Linked DNA regions of Lactuca sativa: region 1 is linked to region 2. The links are chromatin contacts, called in public Hi-C maps. All regions are on one chromosome and are shown on one strand. The core of a region is the stretch at or near the end of the contact, and the rest is flanking DNA. Distances in the headings are between cores, read along the strand shown.

Region 1 (3,051 bases), core at 247-2,746, 150 kb after region 2:
GTAAAATATTTCGTTTTTTCTTTTTAATATATTTAGAATATTAAATCTTGAGGGAACATTTCTGAATATATTTTCTTTCTTTATTTTAAGATCTAAGAAGATGGACTTCAGAAATAAGTTGGTCGGGTAAAATACTTGTATCAGGTCCTCTTTGTTGACAGGTTCTGGTTTTTTAATTTTTGAATTATTTTTCATTGATTCTAAAAAGTTTTAAAACACATGGTACAAGAGAAAAAAAAATAAAGAGAGAAAGATGATGAAATGAGTTAGTGAACCCACATAATAGGGATGTCAACAGGGACAAACGAGACGATGAGTGCATCCCCCGCCCCGCCCCTAAAATTTTCCCTACCCCTGCCCCCAAAATGTCCAGACTTCTTACCCCCACCCTCGCCCCTGAATCCCCCTTGCTACCCCGCCCCACCCCCGTTTCTCCACCCCCGATTTATTTAGGGCTATCTTTTTTTGGGCTAAAATAAGTTGTTTGGGCTAAAAGAAACTATTTTTTAGATAACAAATATTTATTTATTACAAAATTTTACATGTTAAAAAAATGTTATGACATAACACATTACACTAACAACTTAAAAATATATTTTTTGTTAAATTTTGGAAGTTCAAAATCATTTTATTGTTTATTATATTTATATAATTATTATATGTAAATATATATATAATTTATAAACGGGGATCTCATGGGGTTTCGGGACGGGACTACACACCCCACCCCCGCCCCCAAAATTAAAACGAGGGTTAATCTTACCCCCATCCCTAATTTTTTTTATAAATATCCCCAAATGGGACGGAGCCTCCACGAAAACGGGATCTTGCGAGACTTTTTGACATCCCACCGCTCCTAACCCTCTCAACCACTCAAGAGGGAATGGTGAGGTACCAATGATACCTCATTTCCATTTTTACCATGACTTCATCCTCCTTAAAGATGGTGTTCACAATGAGATGATATTGTAACATCAGTTTCATGCACAAGGCATGGTGACCATAATAATGTTTTAAGATACAATTATAAGCAACTAACAAATGTTATGAAAAAGATGTAGCAGAGGGATATGGATTGGTTTTTGCCTTAATATTTATAACACGATGGCCGAGTTTGAAGGTTTATTTGTTACTCGCTAAAAAACTTTGTATATGGCCTTATGATATACCCTCAACGTAGGGCTTTATTGTACACGCTAGCAAGGACAACGACTATGAACACAACCCCATACCTTCGTTCTTCGTCATTGTCGTGGAGAGTTGTGGTCAGCGCAACATTTGAGTATTTGACCACAACGTTCTTTCTCTGTGCAAGCATTCTTCTGTCTTCTTTCTCGCATGCACACCATCCCAACACAAATGCAGTGACTCGGTGGTGTTGTGGTTCAAGTTCCGTGAGAAATACTTCGGACCCTAATTGGTAGAATGTGTTTTAAGGGCGCTCTCTTGTACACGTATAAGTTTTTTTTTTTTTTTTTTTTTTTTTTTTTTTTTTTTTTTCGGTAGATGCGTTTAACGTTGCACGTACGACACGAATTCCTCGTTTCAATCTACAAAAGTCAATCTTATAATCACATCTTGCATTTAAACACAATCTAATCCCCCATTCATTTCTTCTTCGTCAAGTCTGGAATTCATTGATTATATCATAATCCAGAACCCTAGTTTCCCCAATTTGGCTCCGTTTCGTGCTTAAACTTCCGAAGTTTTCACAGATCTGTTCAAGATGTGGGATCAACAACCGTTTCTAAAAGACGACATCGAGTCGGGATCAAGTCAGCCGCTGTACCCGATGATGTTGGAGTCACCGGAGCTACGGTGGTCGTTTATTCGTAAGATATACTCAATCGTCGCCATACAATTACTCCTCACCGCCGCCGTCGGCTCCCTCGTCGTCACGTATCATCCGATCGTCATTTTTTTCACCACCACTAACGCCGGATTAGCTTGTTACCTTCTTCTCATCATTGCTCCATTCATCAGTATGAATTTCAAACAATTTCGTATTAATTTTGCTTTAATTGTTTGAGCAGTTTCCATTTAATGATTTTTGTTGTACAGCTTTGTGCCCATTGTCGTACTATTATCAGCGCCATCCCATCAATTATCTTCTTCTTGGGATCTTCACCATCACTCTTGCTTTTGCTGTTGGTTTGACATGTTCCTTCACTAGTGGTATGTCCATGGTGAATAATTAGTTCGCGAATTTACTTTTTCAGTGTGTTAATCGAATGAATTTCTACAGGGAAAGTTATCTTGGAAGCAGTTATTTTGACTGCTGTGGTGGTGGTGAGTCTCACCGGATTCACATTCTGGGCAGCAAAGAGAGGTTACGACTTCAATTTCTTGGGGCCATTTTTGTTTGGTGCTGTTATGGTGCTTATCGTGTTTTCCTTCATTCAGGTTATTCATTCATTTAACCCCTTTTTTTACTCATTATAGATAGTGAAAATTTTCAACCTTTTTTGATTTGAAGCTTATTTGGTAATAATATTTTTGCAGATTTTCTTTCCTCTGGGGAAGATTTCAGTGATGATATACGGGGGTTTATCAGCGATCGTGTTCTGTGGTTACATTGTTTATGATACTGACAATCTAATAAAACGATACACTTACGATGAGTATATATGGGCTGCTGTGGCTCTATACCTCGATATCATCAATCTTTTCATTTCATTGCTTACCATTTTACGAGCTGCAGACACCTAGATCAATCATGGCCTTCACCATCTGTTCATACTTAAACGGTATCCATGTATTCATCTTTGAATAGATTCTTTTCTTCAAGCCTAATTGGATTGGATTATTATATTTAATTCTGTTGCTGGTAGGAAGAACAAAAAAAATAAAAAATATGTGTAGGAAGTGACTTTCATAATCCATACTGGTCATGTATGTTGTATGTAGTAACTAGTATGTAGTACTGTACCTTTTTTTTTCAGACTTTTGGTTAAGTGAAATGAAATAAAGGAAGGGTTTTGTGCTTTATGTTATGTCTCATGTCATTGTTATCATGTGTTATTTTAATGTGAGAATGATGTTATTTTAAGT
Region 2 (3,253 bases), core at 281-2,780:
CGAAAATGGTCCCTATGGTATGTCGAAAATTGTCATTTTGGTCCAAAAATGTTTGGACTAGCAACAGTGGCCCAAAACTGGACCTTTGATTTTGTTGCAAAATTGGTCCAATTTGTTTTGAATTTTTTTTTAAATGACGATTTTGCCCTTTGTATTTTCTCTTTTCAATTTTTTTGTTACAGGAGGAAAAAAAAACTCGCAGTTAATTAAGAGTGATTCTACCTGAACATAAGATGACTTTGGAATCGCCGACATTTGCAATCATTAATTCTTCATCATTCAACAAAACAACAATACTCGCAGTTGAACCTGCACTATAACCTTTCTGAATCGCCTCCTACATTATTAATAACAAATCAAACGAGAATATTAAAGCGATTAATTTCAACAAATCTTGAATCACACAAAGAATTTTAAGTTTTTCTACTTACCAAAGAAAATTTCAAATCAATATCACGAATTGCGCCCAATAAAGCTTCTTTCAACATGTCATGTAAAGATTTATCTTCCATCTCTAGTAAAGATCCATGGGAACTACACCAAAATCAAATAACTGTAAATTGTTCAGAAATCATCATATCTATGATCCATACAATGTATTAACGCAGCTTTACCCTTTTACTAAATCATGCTGATTATCATAAAGTGTTGATGATTTCTTGAAAGCACCCGCGATAACATGAACAAGAAAGTAATCTAGTAAGTTTTGTTTGGCTGTTTCACTAGCTTCTGTTCCTCCATGGCCATCGAATATAGCAAGTAGATCAACCTTAGCTGCATTTCTCGCATCTTTTCCTGTAATTTTGTAATTTAATTCACATTAATCACATTTTGTTAAACTTATACAATATAATCTATTTATAAGAAGATTGGATAAGACATGAAAACCGTCAAGAACGTATCATACAAGACATTTGACTCGTGAAAATGAAGATGGCAACAATTATGTCAAATGAAGCATGAAATAGCAGATTGATGTTCAAAATTTAAAAGTCAAACTAAACTTATTCACCCCAACCAACCAAATTCTTAAATGAAAACTAGGACATTTGACATAAATTCAAAACAACAACAATAATGTCAAAGAAAGCATGAAAAAACCATGAAATTAAAACCATTCTTACCGATTAAAGGTATTTGTATACCAAGATTGCAGGTGACACGATCTTCTTGGTACTTCCTGTGCCCTTGAAGACTCGCAAATTCACAATTTTTCGTTGAATTTTTCAGAGATTCAACCATGAAACCCCACTGAGCAGCACACTCAAAAGACTGAAGAACGGCAAGAGCACCACCGTCGTCGTAAGCAGTCATACACGAAGAAGAAACCGCCGACACCACCGCATCAATGCCGCTTAATAATATTTCAAGAAGAAATAATATTTCCGCTGCTAAAATCCCGTTCTTGAATCTTCCCATAATCAATCTGGGAATAATATTTCTCACATCACGAAAAAGGGGGCTAAAAGCAGAGATTTCACTTTGGAATAGGAAATTTTGTAGATATTCGAGGTCCAGTTATAGTAAATAAAAAACTTGATATAGAAAATTTGCAAATATGATATTCTTGAAAACAGATGACTTATCGGACATTTTCAATACAAAATGATACTATTTTATTAAATTATGAAAATTGGTAATTAGATCGAATATGATATTCTCAGTTACAAATCTACATATACAAAAACCAACATTCTTTATAAAAACTAACATCTTACAGCTGATGAAATGAAACGATACAATACACCATTTGTAATCAATCAGATTCACATCTTGTACATTATATCTCCAGACAAATACAAGGCCAAAAACACATGTTAATAATAATACACATACTTGAATGTTTACAAATATTCATGAAGTGTTGTTACATTTGCAAAGATACACACACACAAACTCAAAAATAAAAAATCTCTCCTTTTCTTCACCATTTGTGTAACATTGCATCTAATCTTTTCTAAATTGTTGTTGGATTCATTAGGGTTCTTGGCTGTTTACACGGCTCCTTAGTTCCAGCATTTCTTGATGGTTTGGGTCAAATGAGAGAGCTGCCCGACAATCCCTCATGGCACCCGAAACATCTCCAATGTGTTCATGGAAAGCTGCCCGTAAATGCAGAAGATGTAGGTCAGCTTTGAATGCAATCGCCCTTGATAGCTCTGCTATTGCTTCTTTCTCCTTGTGATTGTCCATCAAAACTGGCATTTAATCAAAACCCCATATGAGAACAAAAATATAATCTAGATTGTTTGTCTTAACCCATTAAGTCATTATGTCTAGATTAACTAACCTGCAGCTCGATATCTGTAAGGATAAACACGAAGAGGATCTAATCGAGTCACCATTTCAAGGTCTATTTTCGTCTGTTCACGTTCACAGTATTCAGATCTCTTCTCATAAGCCGATGCATTGTTACGTGCCTTTTCAATCAATTTTGTCATTTCTTCATAAGCAGCAGCTTTCTCATTTTTCAAATAATGGACACGAGCAAGCCCCTGGTGGGCCCTAGTGTGCCGGATCTTAAGAGCATTAATATAGCAATCAGCCGCAAGGTCCAGTTTCCCTGAGTCCACATAAACACTTCCAAGATTGTTCAATGCCTGCCACACCACAGTTTCAATTCACTTGTAAAATGTCTGAAATAACCTTTGACTTTAGGGATAAAGATTGTTCAAACCTGGCCTTTACGAAGCCTATCAGAAGGGCACTTAAGGGCATCTTGAAGAAGCGATACAACCGTAGAAGAACAAGTCGGATCTTGACTAGAATCAGCTAAAGCATACGCTTTCAAAAAGAAAGCTTCAAAAGATCTACTTAAGCTAATAGACTCTTCAGCTTTTGTTAACCCTTCATCACAATGACCCGTATCATATAATATCCAACCCTCGTAAACTAACCGCTCGTGTTCACTCGATGCATGCTGTCTTGCCAATTGTAAGCTTCTCATCGCTGCTTCCGGACAATTTAACCTTTTTTTTTAAAAAAAAAATCTTAATTAGTAATTATTATTTGAAAATATATTAAGTCGTTCTTTCTGTATTAAATACCTGAGGAGAAGCAAAGATTGTCTGAAATATAAAACGCCTTTAGCAGCTTCGGACTCAAGCATTTGGTAAATTACGGAAAGGGACCCGATGTCATCAACCGCGGACCACCTGTCGTACAGCTGTAACCAACAATCGGCGGTTGTCCAGCTTGGCACATGCTCACGGACAAGTGTTTGAAATTGAGAAGCCGGGACCCGCCCTTCAAA

What was found. A called contact is a pair of places that touch in the nucleus more often than the background predicts.
Region 1: a Hi-C map of leaf shows a contact between it and region 2, with 5 times the contacts expected there. The contact joins the promoter of LOC111899056 here to the promoter of LOC111901071 in region 2. A contact is called at or near these places in 2 of 4 Hi-C or Micro-C datasets (both in leaf).

The regions. Positions count from the first base shown.
Region 1 is chr5:364,149,890-364,152,940 of Lsat_Salinas_v11, forward strand. It overlaps LOC111899056 (protein LIFEGUARD 2), which reads left to right and starts at 1,497. Exons shown (of 4, transcript XM_023894946.2): 1 at 1,497-1,982; 2 at 2,062-2,175; 3 at 2,246-2,403; 4 at 2,503-2,988. The coding sequence starts at 1,727. The coding sequence ends at 2,709.
Region 2 is chr5:363,997,368-364,000,620 of Lsat_Salinas_v11, forward strand. It overlaps LOC111901071 (putative protein phosphatase 2C 76), which reads right to left and starts at 1,531. Exons shown (of 6, transcript XM_023896938.3): 1 at 1,125-1,531; 2 at 615-795; 3 at 432-534; 4 at 223-337. The coding sequence starts at 1,419. LOC111901070 (ETO1-like protein 1) reads right to left here. Exons shown (of 6, transcript XM_023896935.3): 3 at 3,048-3,253; 4 at 2,678-2,969; 5 at 2,291-2,600; 6 at 1,725-2,198. The coding sequence ends at 1,978.